2 separate regions of the Zea mays genome follow, and region 2 is linked to region 1. Evidence: chromatin contacts called from public Hi-C data. All regions are on one chromosome and are shown on one strand. Each heading gives the region's core, a stretch centred on a gene start, on an enhancer-like site or on the middle of the called end of the contact. The rest is flanking DNA. Distances are from core to core; before and after follow the strand shown. Region 1 holds the start of LOC100193155 (U3 small nucleolar ribonucleoprotein protein IMP3-like). Region 2 holds the start of LOC100283809.

Evidence for each region. A called contact is a pair of places that touch in the nucleus more often than the background predicts.
Region 2: a Hi-C map of tassel shows a contact between it and region 1, with 1.7 times the contacts expected there. The contact joins the promoter of LOC100283809 here to the promoter of LOC100193155 in region 1. A contact is called at or near these places in 2 of 25 Hi-C or Micro-C datasets (ear and tassel).

Annotation. Positions count from the first base shown.
Region 1 is chr6:125,624,814-125,632,225 of Zm-B73-REFERENCE-NAM-5.0, forward strand. LOC100193155 (U3 small nucleolar ribonucleoprotein protein IMP3-like) reads right to left here and starts at 3,101. Exons shown (of 5, transcript NM_001416316.1): 1 at 2,801-3,101; 2 at 2,525-2,664; 3 at 2,266-2,373; 4 at 1,051-1,125; 5 at 329-805. The coding sequence starts at 2,658. The coding sequence ends at 574.
Region 2 is chr6:126,043,238-126,050,649 of Zm-B73-REFERENCE-NAM-5.0, forward strand. LOC100283809 reads left to right here and starts at 3,684. Exons shown (of 3, transcript NM_001156707.2): 1 at 3,684-3,919; 2 at 3,999-4,104. The coding sequence starts at 3,763.

The sequences.
Region 1 (7,412 bases), core at 1,851-4,350:
TGTTTTTCTTTGGCAATGCTCGTGAAAGTGAATTGAAGCGAACGTGTGTCGTGCATACGCAGCGATGTTTACCTTTTTTTTTTCTTTGGAAATGCCCGTGAAAGTGTGAGTTGAAGTGGAAGTGTGAATTGAAATCAGTCTATCGTTTACCTTTTATTTGTTAGCCAAACACTGGCTAGGAGCCTAGGCTGAAAGCGTCTGGCAGTAACAGCCGACTCCGCTGCTGCCATTATTAATGACCTATTGAAATTGTGGCGCTAAATTAATCTCTAGACGTAATAATGCCGGCAAGCACAAACGAACTGCAAAACGAAACATGGTGCAGGAATTTCAGACTAGGGGAAATCCGGGCAAACCCGCTCTTTAACAAAGACAATTGCACAACTACATCAGATATGAATTTATAATGTGCCTTCAACCAACCACAAAATTGCATCACATCTGCAGGTGCAATACAAATGCAAGTAGCCATGCAGAAGACAACTCCCACAGATTTGTTCAGAAAAGACCCATATGTGGCAGGCTTAAGATTACACTACTGACGGGCACATAAATTTCTGCAGAATTATTTTCTCAGAACATGGCATCATAATCATCTAATGCATCATTGTACTCCATGACCTTCCTCTTGATCTTTGAGGAATCCACCCAGGTGATGAAGTCCTCCATGTTTCTGGTCACAAGAAAGGCTGGGTCCGTGACTGCATCTGGACCGACACGCACGTGCCCCTGTTCGATGTACGTCACAGCCTCCTTAAGGTGCTCTGCAAACTTGAGCTTCACCATAACTGTTGCAAGTCTCCGCCTGCAAGAATTGAGTAAACAAGGTAAATGGAACTGCACATGTCATTGTTTCCTACTTGTTCTACCTTACCATAAAAGCGGCTAGCAAAGTGAATAATATGATATACTCTACCAAAGAGTTGCAGACCTTAGCCAAGAAAGAACACTTGAGCTGAAGTGAGATGGCTAGAACACAACATCCTATAAAGGAAAACAAACGTGCCAGATTGCTAGGGAGGAGAGGAAGAGGGAGAGGGAGGAAGAGACCTGCAGAAGGCGCTCACTGAAAGTTTCTCACACTTTAACAAGCTCTCTTTTGTTGAAATTACACCCATATTATACCTGAAATTTAAGTAGCTCCATCAGACCACAAAAATAAGTAGCTCACTGAATAGTGGTTTCTTTTAAAAAAATCAATCCATTGCCACAATCAGGGAACGACCACTATTACAGATGACAGGCAATGGCAATGAAGTCCAATGCAGATGAAGAAATTATGATAGTACTAGTGAAGTTCAATATTAAAAAAACTCGGCCGGTAAGGAAAATACTGCCCCCACAGTATTATGTTAAGAAGAATTTCAATCAGAGCCCCAGAAAGGTCAGAAAAGCTGCCCCCCATGCAACGGATGCGCCCCCTTTAGGACAGATCTTTACTCATGCTTTGAGCCCTCCTAGCCCCTACAAGAGGATCCGCCCCCATAGGTCAGTCCATCTCGCGTGCACACAACCATGGGAACCAGCGAGTGACCTTTTTTAACCTCAGCCTAAAATTCGCTCCCACTGGATTCGAACTCAGAACCTGAGGAGTGCTACTCAGACCACCTAACCAAATCGGCTAGAGACTCTTTCGCAGTGAAGTTCAATATTGGATTGTATGACCAGACATAGGAAGAATACAAACATATAATTAGAAATCTCATGATTTCAGATATCCAAGCAACCTTTGCCACAGTTACACTGGAGTAAGTTCTGAGGAACCAGTCAAACAATTCATATGTAGATACCTCAACACACTGAGGGTCCATTTGGAACGCAGGAAATATAATTAGAAATCTCATGATTTCAGATATCCAAGCAACCTTTGGCACATTTACACTGCAGTGAGTTCTGAGCAACCAGTCAAACAATTCATATGTAGATACCTCAACACACTGAGGGCCCATTTGAAACACAGAAATTTCACAAGAACCATCTCAATTTCACAGGAAAACACAGGATTCGAGAATGCAATTATAAAATGTTCCTATATATGTGAGGTAGTAAAGGAAACAGCAGTATGCCTTTCCTTACATACTACAAACAGGTACAGGTGAAGTTCAATACCGTTAACTCTACAAGCAGTCAAAGATACAATCAATAGCTACACAGGAGGCGAACTTGTAAGATTTTGGTACTTGAGGATGTAACCCCAGCTCAAAATTTACATAACCAATGGTATATACAATCTCACGATCAAGTAAAGTGAACTAGCAGTCTTACAGCTTATCGAGAATCAAGTCTGTCATCTGGATTCTGAAAGGGTCTCTTGGGTCCATCTGCTTTATGATGTTAACGAGCTTTTGCACCATTAAGCATATCCCATTGTACCTGCCACCCAACAGTCCAAAATTTTCAGTGTATCCTTGATCAAATGCTTCGTTGAGAATTCAACATAAAGCAATCCTACTACTGATCCAATACAAACTACAGAGATGATTAAACAGGCAAGCAAGAGATAGCGGGGATAGAAAAAACCCACTTCTTGTAGTCGTCCCTCTCCACGAGGCGGTAGCGCTGTGTGACGAGCGCCTCGCGGTGGCCGCCCTCCCTCTTGTACTCCAAGAAATTGTGCCTCTTGAGGAGCTTCTGCTCATGGAACTTGAGCTTCCTCATCTTCAACTTTACGCAGCAATCGAGAGAAAGCCGGGTTAAGAAAAATAACTGCCGGAAGAACAACACGAACAAGTAAGGCGAGGATTACTTGCCAACGATACAAGAAATAGACGTAATCAATTTAAGCCAGCGCAGTCAGTACCAGCAGAGGGCGAAGAGAGGAGCGCGACGCCTCTCGACAGAGAAGTGGTTTGGTTCGTTGTTTCCTGTCGCCGGCGGAAAAGTCGCCGATGAGGAGGCCCAAGAACTTTGGCGTCGCCGGCGGTAGAATGGAAAGGGGTGCAGCGGAGGGAGTGCGGTAGAATGTCGGGGCTCGGCCGTGCGAGCGTTATGCCGTGCGGCGGTGCTCTCGAAGTCGAGAGAAGGCAACAGGGCGTGCGGCGCGCGGCTGGGACACCTGTTGCCTGTTGACGCTGGACTCGATGACACCTAGGGTTTGATACATGGGCTGGCATTGTGGTTTGTGGGCATAAATTGATACTGGACCTAAATTTCAAGCACCGTAGGCGCCCGTGGGCTGAAACGGGTCCGCAAACGCTGGGCACCTGTTACCTGCGAGGAAAGAGGCAAAATTCCATACAAAAGTTAACTTTCAAAGCATCTCCAATATCCGAGAAAATGACCCCTAAAAATCAGTTTTAAAGGATATCTAAAAAATTTGTGGCGTAAATTTTAATCATTTCTCCAACAGATCCCTTAAAGCGGCAAATTATTTATAGGGAGCCCAAAAAACCCTATTTGTAGCTACAAATAAGGAAGTTTTAAGTGTTATGAAAAAGTTGGAAGCACTTTAAGGGAACTGTTGGAGACATGTTTTATGTTTTTCCCAAAAAATTGATTTAGGGGAGACTTCTGAGGAGCTCTTAGAGATGCTCTTATCCCCTCAACTAAAAAAAGGCGGCTACCATCTCCCAATTGCAATAGTTCTGTCAGGCTAACTCCAACAAGAATATACAAAGGAATCTAAATACGCATTTATGCAGTCCACCAAACGACGATACCCAAATGTTAACGTGTCCAACCCAAATGTTAATGTGTCCATCGAGCAAGTCTCCCGCCAAGCAAGTCTACGTAGCGAACGACCGAGGCCCCCGCCAAGTAAGTCTGTGAGGCGAAGCGGGCGACCAGCTTCCCCGTCGAGCAAGTCTAAGCGTCGAGCCAAAGCCACAAACATACATCGACCACGACAGTGCGTGGCGCCAGAAGCCCAGGCGATAAGACACAGACACAACTCTCCGACGAACTCAGCGCCGGAGCCTCTACAATAGCCGGTATGGCGGAAACGACAAGATAGGTGCCATATCGAATGGACCAATCCATACGCGCGGAAGGACAACTTGGGGCCCACAATGGCGGGAGGGAACCATGTTGTGTCAGTCGAGCCCCGAGACTCAACCATGGGGCCTGTCGCGCATCACCTCGGGGACATCATCCACAGACCCGCTGTAAGGACAGAAGCGACAGGTGGCGCCATGCCCAGGAGTGCTTCTTCGCATGACCAGGAGAAAGGGACCCGCTGCAACGGACAAAGGATTTCTTCTTTCTTTATTATCTCTCTAAAGAAATAGCAATGTAAGGTCAGGTCCTTAGGATATAAAAGGGAAAGACCCTCTTCCTCTGACAAAAGACACACAAGTACACCAGTTGTAACACACTCCAAGCAGTACTACGATCAACACTACAATGGAGTACAGTGTGAACTTGAACCAGTATGAACCGGTATAAACCCTGCGCCCCGAGTTCATCGTCCGAGTCCCTAAGACTCACCAACGAGGATTAGTCAGGACCTTGCGTGGTTCTGGATAACTCAATAAAAACATCGGCGTCATCCACGAGAGTTTGCATCTCTACCTTGCTCTTTAGCTTCCGTATTTATATTAAGCATTTAAGTTTCAATCTTGGCTTTATACTTATATTATTTAGGATTGGAACTTAGACATTACGGTAGAGATAGCAACACTTAGACAAAACCTAGTCTGCACATTCTAGTTTGATTATTTGCATAGGTTTTGCTCTAGGGATTTATTTGTGGCCTAGTTTAGTGAAACTTTTAGAAGTCCTAATCCACACCCTCTTAGGTGTCACATATTTTCTTCAATTGGTATCATAGCATGGTTTGTCTCATTTGAAACATTTTAGCTTCACCGTTAAAAGAGCCGACGCTTTTAGAGAAAGAGGATGGATACCCATAGGCCACCACACTTCGACGGCACAAACTTCCCATATTATATTGCTAGAATGGCTTGTTACCTATAGGTCGTTGATCTAGGTGTTTGGCGAGTCACTCGTGATAGGATGAAACCCCCCAAAAATCTCGAGAAACCCACCACGAGCGAGGGAAAAGAGATTCATTTAAATGCTAGAGCGAAAAATTACTTGTATGAATGTCTTAGCATAAATATTTTCAATAAAGTTTTTACATTAAAAACTGCTAATGAGATTTGGCTAAAATTGCATGAGCTCCATGATGGCACATCCAATGTCCATGAGCAAAAACATTGCCTAGCCTTAAATGAGTATAATTCTTTTGCTATGAAAGATAATGAGCTTGTTAGAAATATGTATTCTCGTTTGAATCTAATCATCAATGAGCTCAATTATATTGGCATAAATAAGCTAGGTGATGTGGACATTATGAGGAAGATTATCTCCCTACTACCAAAGATATGAGAGCATCATCACTATTCTTCACAACATGGAGGACTTGAGTACAATGACCCCGACCATTGTAATTGGGATAATTGCGGCCTTTGAGACGTCGCGAAAAATGTGTCGGGGAGAGGAGTCAACTTTTTCAAGGCCATATGCTTTTGCATGTGATGAAAGTAAGGGTAAAAGGAAGGCTCCCACTCCAAGTCCCTCAAGTGAAGAAGAGGAGGAAGAAGAAAGTGATGATGATGAAGATAATCATCCTCCAAGGACGAAGAAACAATCTGACGCGTCGAAAAGGTAATGGGGATGATCCGCAAGATTAATCTAATGGGTGTGCCCCTACAGGTAGAGGATCTTCTCTTTAACATTGACAGGAAAAGGCAAGGAAAGAAAGGATGTTTCACATGCGGGGAGAAGGGTCACTTCAGGGACAACTGTCCAACTATGGTTGAACCCAAAAAGGGGAGGAGCAAAGGCAAGGCACTAACTGAGAGCACCTAGAGGGGGGTGAATAGGTGATCCTGTAAAAATCAAATACTTGTAGCCACAAAACTTGGTTAAGTGTTAGCACAATAGAATCAAGTGACTTAGGACCAAGCTCTTGTGAAACACAATGGTCCCAGAGAAAACAAGTACAAGAGACACGGAGATTTATCCCGTGGTTCGGCCAAGTATAACACTTGCCTACTCCACGTTGTGGCGTCCCAATGGATGAGGGTTGCACTCAACCCCTCTCAAGTGATCCAATGATCGACTTGAATACCACGGTGTTTTTCTTTCTTATACTCTTTCCCGATTGCGAGGAATCTCCACAACTTGGAGCCTCTCGCCCTTACAATTGATGATCACAAAGAAGCACGGAAGTAAGGGTGGGAAAAGCAACACACACAAGACTCAAAGCAAGAGCACAATCACACACACAAAGCCACAACTTGAGCTCACAACACAACTCGAGGAGTTCTCTACTCAAATGGTGCTCAAGTCACTATCTCAAAGAATCGAATGCACGAGAATGGAGTCTTGGTGCTTAGGAATGATCAAGGAATGCTTGGGTGACTCCTCCATGCGCCTAGGAGTCCCTTTTATAGCCCCAAGGCAGCTAGGAGCTGTTGGAACCCAACAAGGAAGGCAATTCTTGCCTTCTGACGGGTGGCGCATCGGACAGTCCGGTGCACCACCGGACAACTACTGTAGCATGTCCGGTGCGGATCTCCTTCCATTCCTGGCGCAGCCGACCGTTGGATCTTCGGGCTGGTTGGCGCACCGGACAGTCCGGTGCCCCCAGCCGGCCGTTGGCATGGGCCACGCGTCGCGCCCGGATTGCGCGACCGACCGTTGCGCTGGCGGCCGTTGGCTCACCGGACAGTCCGATGCACCACCAGACAGTCCGGTGAATTATAGTCGTACGCCGCCGACGAATTCCCAAGAATGGCCAGTTCGCCAGAGCCCAGCCTGGCACACCGGACACTGTCCGGTGCACCCAGACTGAGCAGCAGTTGGCTGTACACAGCCAACTCTTTTCCAATCCTTTTCTTTTCCTAATTCTAGCACTTAGACAAATATATTAGTACATAAAAACCAATGTACTAAGTCTAGAACCATACCTTCTTGTCGATTTGCACTTCATCCATCATTTGGCATATAATTACTCACTCAATATGTGTTGGGCACTTCATCACCAAAATATACTAGAAATGGCCCAAGGGCACATTTCCCTTTCAATCTCCCCCTTTTTGGTGATTTATGCCAACACATCAAAAAGCAACAAATAGAAATGCAACATCAATGCAATTGAGAACAAAAATAGTCTTTGATAAGATTTGACATATTTGGATCGTTCTTCGCCACCACTTGGTTTGTTTTTGCAAATCAAATTCATTTTTCTATCTCTAAGTTAAACACACATGTTTAGACTCAAAGAGATATAATCCAAGAGTAAAAATGATCAAGAGCCAAAAACTCCCCCTTTTTCCCATAATCAGCCATTCTCCCCACAAGAGACCAAATTTTGATAGTAAGAGTATTTTGACAAATCAAAAGTCCTACTCTACTCTTTTTCAAAAATTTCACATGTGGTAGCTGATCCATTTGTTTTGGCCTTA
Region 2 (7,412 bases), core at 2,434-4,933, 420 kb after region 1:
ACCCCTGACATTTACTCTTAGTTATAATACAAGTTATCAAGGACTAAGTAGTCCTTTCCCCCTTAGGTCGGTTTCATCTTCCATCCAAGTCGAAGCTCCTTGAGCCACAGCTTCGGCGTCCATCCATGTCACCTTCGAGTTGTATATTCATATCACATGTATTTATCATGAGAGAACTTTCATCACAAAGCTGAAGCTTCCTGTAATAGTCTATATCATACTGAAAACAAATGGTTAGTCACATTTTTTTGGACCTTCGAAAAAGGAAGGCCCCCAACACTATTGGTACACATGAAGTATTATGCAGTCTCCGGACATATCACAGTATGGTCTTCGCAATCGCACCGAGGTGGAGACTCCAGTCGTCTATCTGTGGCTAAGTTCTTCTCCTCCTCTGTCATTGGTGGCGGGTTCGGCGGAGGAGGGACCCACCACTTAAAACGCTCTCACGTATTCCTCCCTCCCAACAATTATTGAAAAGGAGATAGCGAGGGTCAAACTTATCAGGATCGTCGATCCACTAAAAAAGCACCTCTCATGATCCTACAAGAATGGAACGAAACATTAGTACACATCTATAAAATAGTCAAAACAACGATGTGAAAAACTACATACATTAAAACGACCGCATGTGTAGAAGCAACGAGCAGCCGTATCTAGATGACTGGATTGAAATAACCATTCTGGCGGGCCACAATCACAATTAGGTACAGGAACATCAGGAGGAACATGAGCATCCTTGCTAGATGCATCACGATATTACTCTCGAGGACGACCTCTCTTTTGCCACAACATCTCCCGATACATGTCTTCCATCTACGAAACGGTTGTATATTAACACCCCTAGAGATACACCATGAATGATTTCAACTTATAAATAACTGGTATTCATAGCTTCAAAACCCTAAACCCACGATTCAAAAACTATCTAAGAAACCTTTATCACCATATCAACAATATGTCTTAGAAATCATAACTAATAGCAATTTGTTCACCACCATAAACTAATTAATCCAAACCCTAAGAAACCATACTAGGCAATATATATACCAAATGATTGCATAACAAATGAATCGGTGACACACCATACCTTGGTCTTCAAGCTATATGGACCGAATCAAAGCTTTCAAACTCGAATACGAAGATTCGAGCAACTCTTGGCGGTATTAATGAAGAGGGAAACAAGGGAGAGAAATGGCAGGGTGTGACTCTTGGCCAGGGAATGGGAGATTTATAATACAACCTAGCTTGGCGATCTGATTTTTGGCACGACACGAGCTAGGTGTCACGTCAGCTACCAGCTCGGCCTGCCAGCGCCAGCGCGAACCTCTGCTCGGCGCCACAGCCCATGGCATAGAGCAGTGTTACCTCGGTGCTAGGGCATATGGCACCGAGCAGAGGGTCCAAAACCGAGAATAGTTCCTCTAGGGGGCTAAATGTGAAATTTCTTCATAAAAAGTGGTAAAATGAAAAAAGGTACTTTTGCTTGGTTCTAGGTGGTTTCGTACAATGCACAACACCAGCCCAACGTCGGATAACAGAGCCTCCATGGATAGCGGATGTTTTGCTGGTCCTCTATTTTAGAGTTCCTTTTAGCGGTTGCTGCTGGACATGAAAAAGGCTGCATTCGCATACAGGTTGTTGCTGGAGCTAGTCTAACACCTCTACGTACAATCGTCCCGTTCTTTACCGGATGCACCCAGCTAGGGAGGAAAATGGCTAGGGCTTGATGCAGCTCGGCGAGGCGAGGCTCGGCTCGTGAGCCCGCAACGAGTCGAGCCTATTTTGTGAGCTCAGAAATTCCCCGAGCTGAACCGAGCTCGTGTGAGCTGGCCAACCAGAGTAGAGAGCTTGCACGATACGCCTGGGATAGGATGCGGCCTTGCGGCCCAACAGCTTATGCTCAATCCCAAATTCCCAATGCCCAAACCCTAAGCCTGAGGCTCTCTCCAATAGAGTCTGTAAAGGCTCCTCTAGCCTAAATATAGAGGATCGAATGATACTCTACTTTCTCCAACGGCGTCCTCTAAATGATCATCTAAATGTAGAGGATGTTGCTGAATTCTCTATATGTAGAGTTTCTCTAAACAGTCACTCTATCCATTTGAATACTTTAAACAACCGGTTTAGCAAAACTAAAATATGTACAATATATTTGAGAGTTTGACAAATATGTATGTACAAAAATTTAAAAATAAAAATGTCTCTAATGTAGTTATTTGTGTATAGAGGACGTGATTTAAAGAATGTTGTTGGAGAGCAAGACACATGTAGAGATATAGAGGATAAATAAAGAAGACGATTGAGTCTAACCGATTAAGCGAGGCGTGCCGCCGTCTGCTTCTTCTCTTCTCCGGGCACGCCACCGCCGTCGCCGCGCAGAGGGTTGCCTCCTTGCCGGTTGTCGAGGCGCCCTGCCATCCTACCTTAGGAGCGAAGATAAGCCCCTCACGGACGCACGAGCGCATGGCCTTCAACCCTGTTCGCCGAGGCCCCACACTGCTTTCTTGTTCAGGTGTAAGTGCAAGCCAGGCGACCAGTCAGCAATCGTGTGAGTGTGTGTCTGTGTGTCAGCAACAGTAAGCCAGGCAAGTGTTTACAAGCCATGCATCCAGCAAGGAGCATTGGAGCAAGTCAGCAACAACAAGCAGTAATGGCTTTGGCGTGTGACTATGTGAGTGTGACGATGTGTTATACTCCCTCCGTTTCTTTTTATTTGTCGCCTAATAGTTCAAATTTGTACTAACGGACGACATATATTAAGGAACGGAGGGAGTACAATACTGGTGAATTGGTGACCTGGTATGGTGGATAGGGGTCACATGACAGGTGATCAGGCATAGTGGCGTGTTGAGTGTGTTGCTGCTGCATAGTGCAGACTGAAATGAAGGTATGATATTATTGAATGCTGAGACTGAGTATAGAGTGAATTGAAGTATCGAGTGTGTGTACAGCAAGCCAGCAAGCTTACTCTTATGGAGTTATGGTTCTGTGTGTATGCTGCCTGCTGGATGTTTTTTCTTTGAATTATGAGCTACACTTTTGGTATTATATAATGCTCTATGGCTGTATACTGTGTTGCAAACTATAATTACAGTCTATAGTTATGGTGTGTGACTTTGTGTCCTGTGCAGCAAGCTATAATTTCATTTTATAGTTATGAACTTTCAATTTGTTCATGGACTATGATTGCTGCATTTTTTTTATTCTATTTGTAGTTTAGTTTTTTTTTATGAAGCCGAGTAGATAGCTCACGAGCCGGCTCACGAGAGTCGAGCCTCATTGGCGAGCTCGCCAAATCACTGAGCCGGCTCAGCCCAACAATATATGCCCCAGTTTGTTTCAGCTTTTTGCAGCTTCTGGCCACCAAAAGTTGCTACGGACTGCCAAACGCGTCAGCTTTTCAGTCAGCTTCTATAAAATTTGTTTAGATAAAAACTATTCAAAATCAATATAAACATATAATCGGTTGAGTTGTTGCAATAGTAGGAATCCGTCACTTTCTAGATCCTGAGCCCTATGAACATCTTTATCTTCCTCCGCACATAATCCTAATAATACTCAGATTCTTCCCACAGCCAGATTATCCTCACAGCCAGATTCTTAGAAAAGCTGGTCAGAACACAGCTGAACCAAACATGGCCCACGTCATATCGGGAGATTCAACACGCTATTTGTGACTTGTGAGAGCAAACCACACCAGTCACCAGCCTCATTGCCTCAACCCCAAACCAATCCGTCGCAGACACTCAAGGTCGCAGGATGCCGCCGCCGCGTGAGCACCACCAGCCCCAGGACGAAGAGGACGACGATACCGCAGGCGTTGTCAAGCTCATCAGCGCCGAGGGCTTCGAATTCGTTGTTGACAGGAAGGCCGCCATGGTCTCCAACACCCTCCGCAACATGCTCACATCCCCAGGTAGGGTACTCTTCACCTCTTCCATTCCCATCAGCGCGCCGTCCTCGCATCACATCCATCCCTCTCGTCTTCCCCACAGGCGGCTTCTCTGAGACGCGCCAGGGCGAGGTCCGCTTCCCAGAGATCCCCACCAACATCCTCGAGAAGATCTGCCAGTATTTCTATTGGTCGCTCCATTACTCCAGGTTCCTATGCTTACTTTCCACTTTCGACAATCGTCATCTTCTTTCCCCTTTCAGGCTTTCACCTGTAAGACAATAGCCCGCTTGTTACTTTTAGGCAGCCATTCACAGATTGCTTAACCAGTGAAATCTGTCATGGATTGATGCTATTTAGAATCTGTACTACGTTTTTCGGCTCTCCCTCTGCCCCCATTGTTCATTTATGAGTTCTGCAGTAGTTTCGTTTGCTGTAATAAATGCTTATACTAGTTCCTAAATGCCTAAAACTTCAGAGCAAAGGGCTTTCCGATGGATTTGATTTTACCCTCGGTATTCCCGCCACAGTTAGTGTTTAGGATAAAACAAAATATTTGCATCTAATAATCTAGTGAGAACCAGCAACTTCCATCATTCCATGGGTCTTTGTTGGAGTTCACATATTCTCATTGGGAATTATATCCACAAGAATTTGACACATGGCCCATCAGAAGATGGCCTTACTATGTTTTGTAGCATGCATCACTGTTCTGTCTTTTATGTCAATTGTTCAGTGGTTCAAAACACACAAGCGCGAGAATTTAGAATTTCACCTTCTAACGCAACAACTATTAATCTGATTTTAGAATGTTCTTCCACTTTTTTACCTAACTGTTCACATGGTATGATTAGTGTGACCTATTCAGAGAATGCAGAGCTGATTGCATCTTGTCTTATCTTTCTTTACTCTTCTTCTGGCTGGTGATTTACTGTTCATGCTTGTTAGAGTGTGTGTTATGTATGTGTAGGTGGGCTGGCACCGCTGTTGGGCTGCCGGCCTATTAGGGTTAGGGTTTGGGTTTCCCCTAGGTCTATATATATGTAACCATCCTCTATGCAATACAATAAGGGTTTCACAAATTCTTACATGGTATCGGCTAGGTTCACCCCTTCTCCCTCCCAACTCTCAGCCGCCAGCACCCCTACAGCCGCCGACCTCCTTCCCCACAGTTACCGCGCTGTCGTCCCCAGGAGACTCATCCTTCCCTCCCGGGGGCGGCACCCCCATTCAAGCTGCCAGCCTCCCCTCTCTCCCCTGGCCGGCACCACCATCGTGCTCTGAAGCCGACACCGTAGAGGACCGAGAGGACGACGAGTTGGGCTACTCGTACCACCACCGTCGGACAGCGTCGTCGGGCAGGCTCGTCATCGTGCGTCCAAACAAGACCACGGTCCCGACGCCCCGCCCCGTGGAGCTCCCTGCCGAGACCTCGCTACCTTCCTCGACCTCCTCGGACAAGCCACCGGGGCGGCGGGCCGCGTCGGAACTGCTGGAGCCCGAGCCGAGATGTCCTGGGTACATGCTGATGCAGCCGGCCGTGGCGGCACCTCTCCAAGCCCCACCATGTTGTGCGGGGCGTAGGCCCACGACTCGCTCCCTCCGACCGACGTGCAAGGGACCGCGCCGACACCCTCCTCTCCCTCTAGTGTGGCTATGTGGCTCCCCCCATCTGTGTTGTGCTGTCGACGGCCGATTGTGACCCTCCCCTCTCTTCTACGCTGTCGGTGGTGAGCCCCTTCTCCCAAGCACCGTCGGCCTGCTTCCAGCCCCTGACTCCATCCTGGTCGCGGTTGCGCCCACCTGGGGTCTCACCGGCGTCGCCTCCTACGACGCTGCATCTTTCGCCCCCATGGCAGCCAGTGCTCTGTCCCCCATGGCCGCCGCCACCATGTTTCCTGCTCCGGCGAGCAGGATGTTGGCGCCCAGGGCCAGCCTCTCCCCTGCCATGGCTGGCACTGCGTTGTCCCACGCCTCGCCTGAGCACAACGCCTCCCACTTCTTCAAGCTTCTTCCGTCATCGGTGTTGTCCCCCTGCCTGGTTAGATCCGGTGCAGTCCCTGCCTGGTTGGACCCGCTGCCGCCCCCTTCTTCGTTGTCGCCAACGTTGGATCTGTCGCTGCCGCGACCTTCCCGGCTAGATCCACCGTTGTTGCGCCGTTCCCGACTAGATCTGCCGTCTCTTTGGTCGGATCGTCATCTTCATGGCTGGATCCGTCGCTATCGTGGCCTTCCCGGCCGGATCCGCTGTTGCCCCTTCTGTTCCGCCGTCGTCGCGCGGCCACCCTGACCAGCGCAGACGCGTGTGTTGCCACTGGCTTCCCTAGCGGGGCTCCTCGACGACCGGCCGCGGAAAGAAGCAAGAAGGCTCATGAGGCTGTTGTTGTCCCTTTTGCGTCGTCCCGTGATCCCGTCGATCATTGACGCTCAAACGTCGACCCCCAAAGATGACCCCCAAAGAACGAGGCTATTGCTGGGTGTCTCCAAGCCACAGCAGCCCACCACCTCGACTTCAGCTACCTCGGCATTCAGGAACTATCATCTACTTGGAATGCACACCAATCTCTACTCCAACCGCAACACTCGCACCCTCACGTCGGTACGACTGTGGGGGGGATTTCAACCCGTCGGCTCCTACCTTCAGCTTCTGCTCCAGTCTCATCGTTCGCACCCTTACCACACTGCGACTACGGGGGATTTCAACCCGTCCGCTCCTACCTTCGGCTTCTGCTCTAGTCTCATCATTTGTGGTGCTCCCGTTGCCACTGTGGGGGGATGTTAGTGTTTGTTCCTATATGTATGTGTAGGTGGGCTGGCACCACTGTTGGGCTGTCGGCCCATTATGGTTATGGTTTCCTCTGGGTCTATATATATATATAATCATCCTCTATGCAATACAACAAGGGTTTCACAAATTCCAACAGTGCTGATTTCTACTAGTTTACTGGTTGTACCAAGTATTGGACATGAGTCTAATTAGATTATTGTTTAATTTTGGCAAGGTAAGGAACTAAGGATCAACTACGTGTACTGTAACAAGTTGTAAACCATCATAGTTACTTTACCCATTTGACTCATCCATCCCTTTGCTTAGTAAAGAAATAAGGCTTAGGCCTTGTTCGTTTGTGCCGGATTGGTGGGTCGGAACGATTCCTAACCGGATTGCTTCTCTAATTTATATAAACTTTGATTAGCTGGAACGATTCCGGGTGTAATCCGACACAAACGAACAAGGCCTTAGTAAGAATGAATTAAAATCTGGTTGTCTTGGTAACACATATAGTTAATCATGTGATGGCAAAACTGCATGACACGAGAATGGTATATTTGGTGTTTACTGCCTTATGGGCCTCTTGACTCAAGAATTACAAGGGTGATGCTAGTTAAAAATATCATCAAATTTAAGGGCACGTGTGCCTCCTTTAGCTGTTTATTTGGCACTTCGTTTTTTTTCTATTGATTAAGAGTTTTGTGGTCCATGTATATTAATTTTGGTGTGAGGGAGTCAGACAAGGAC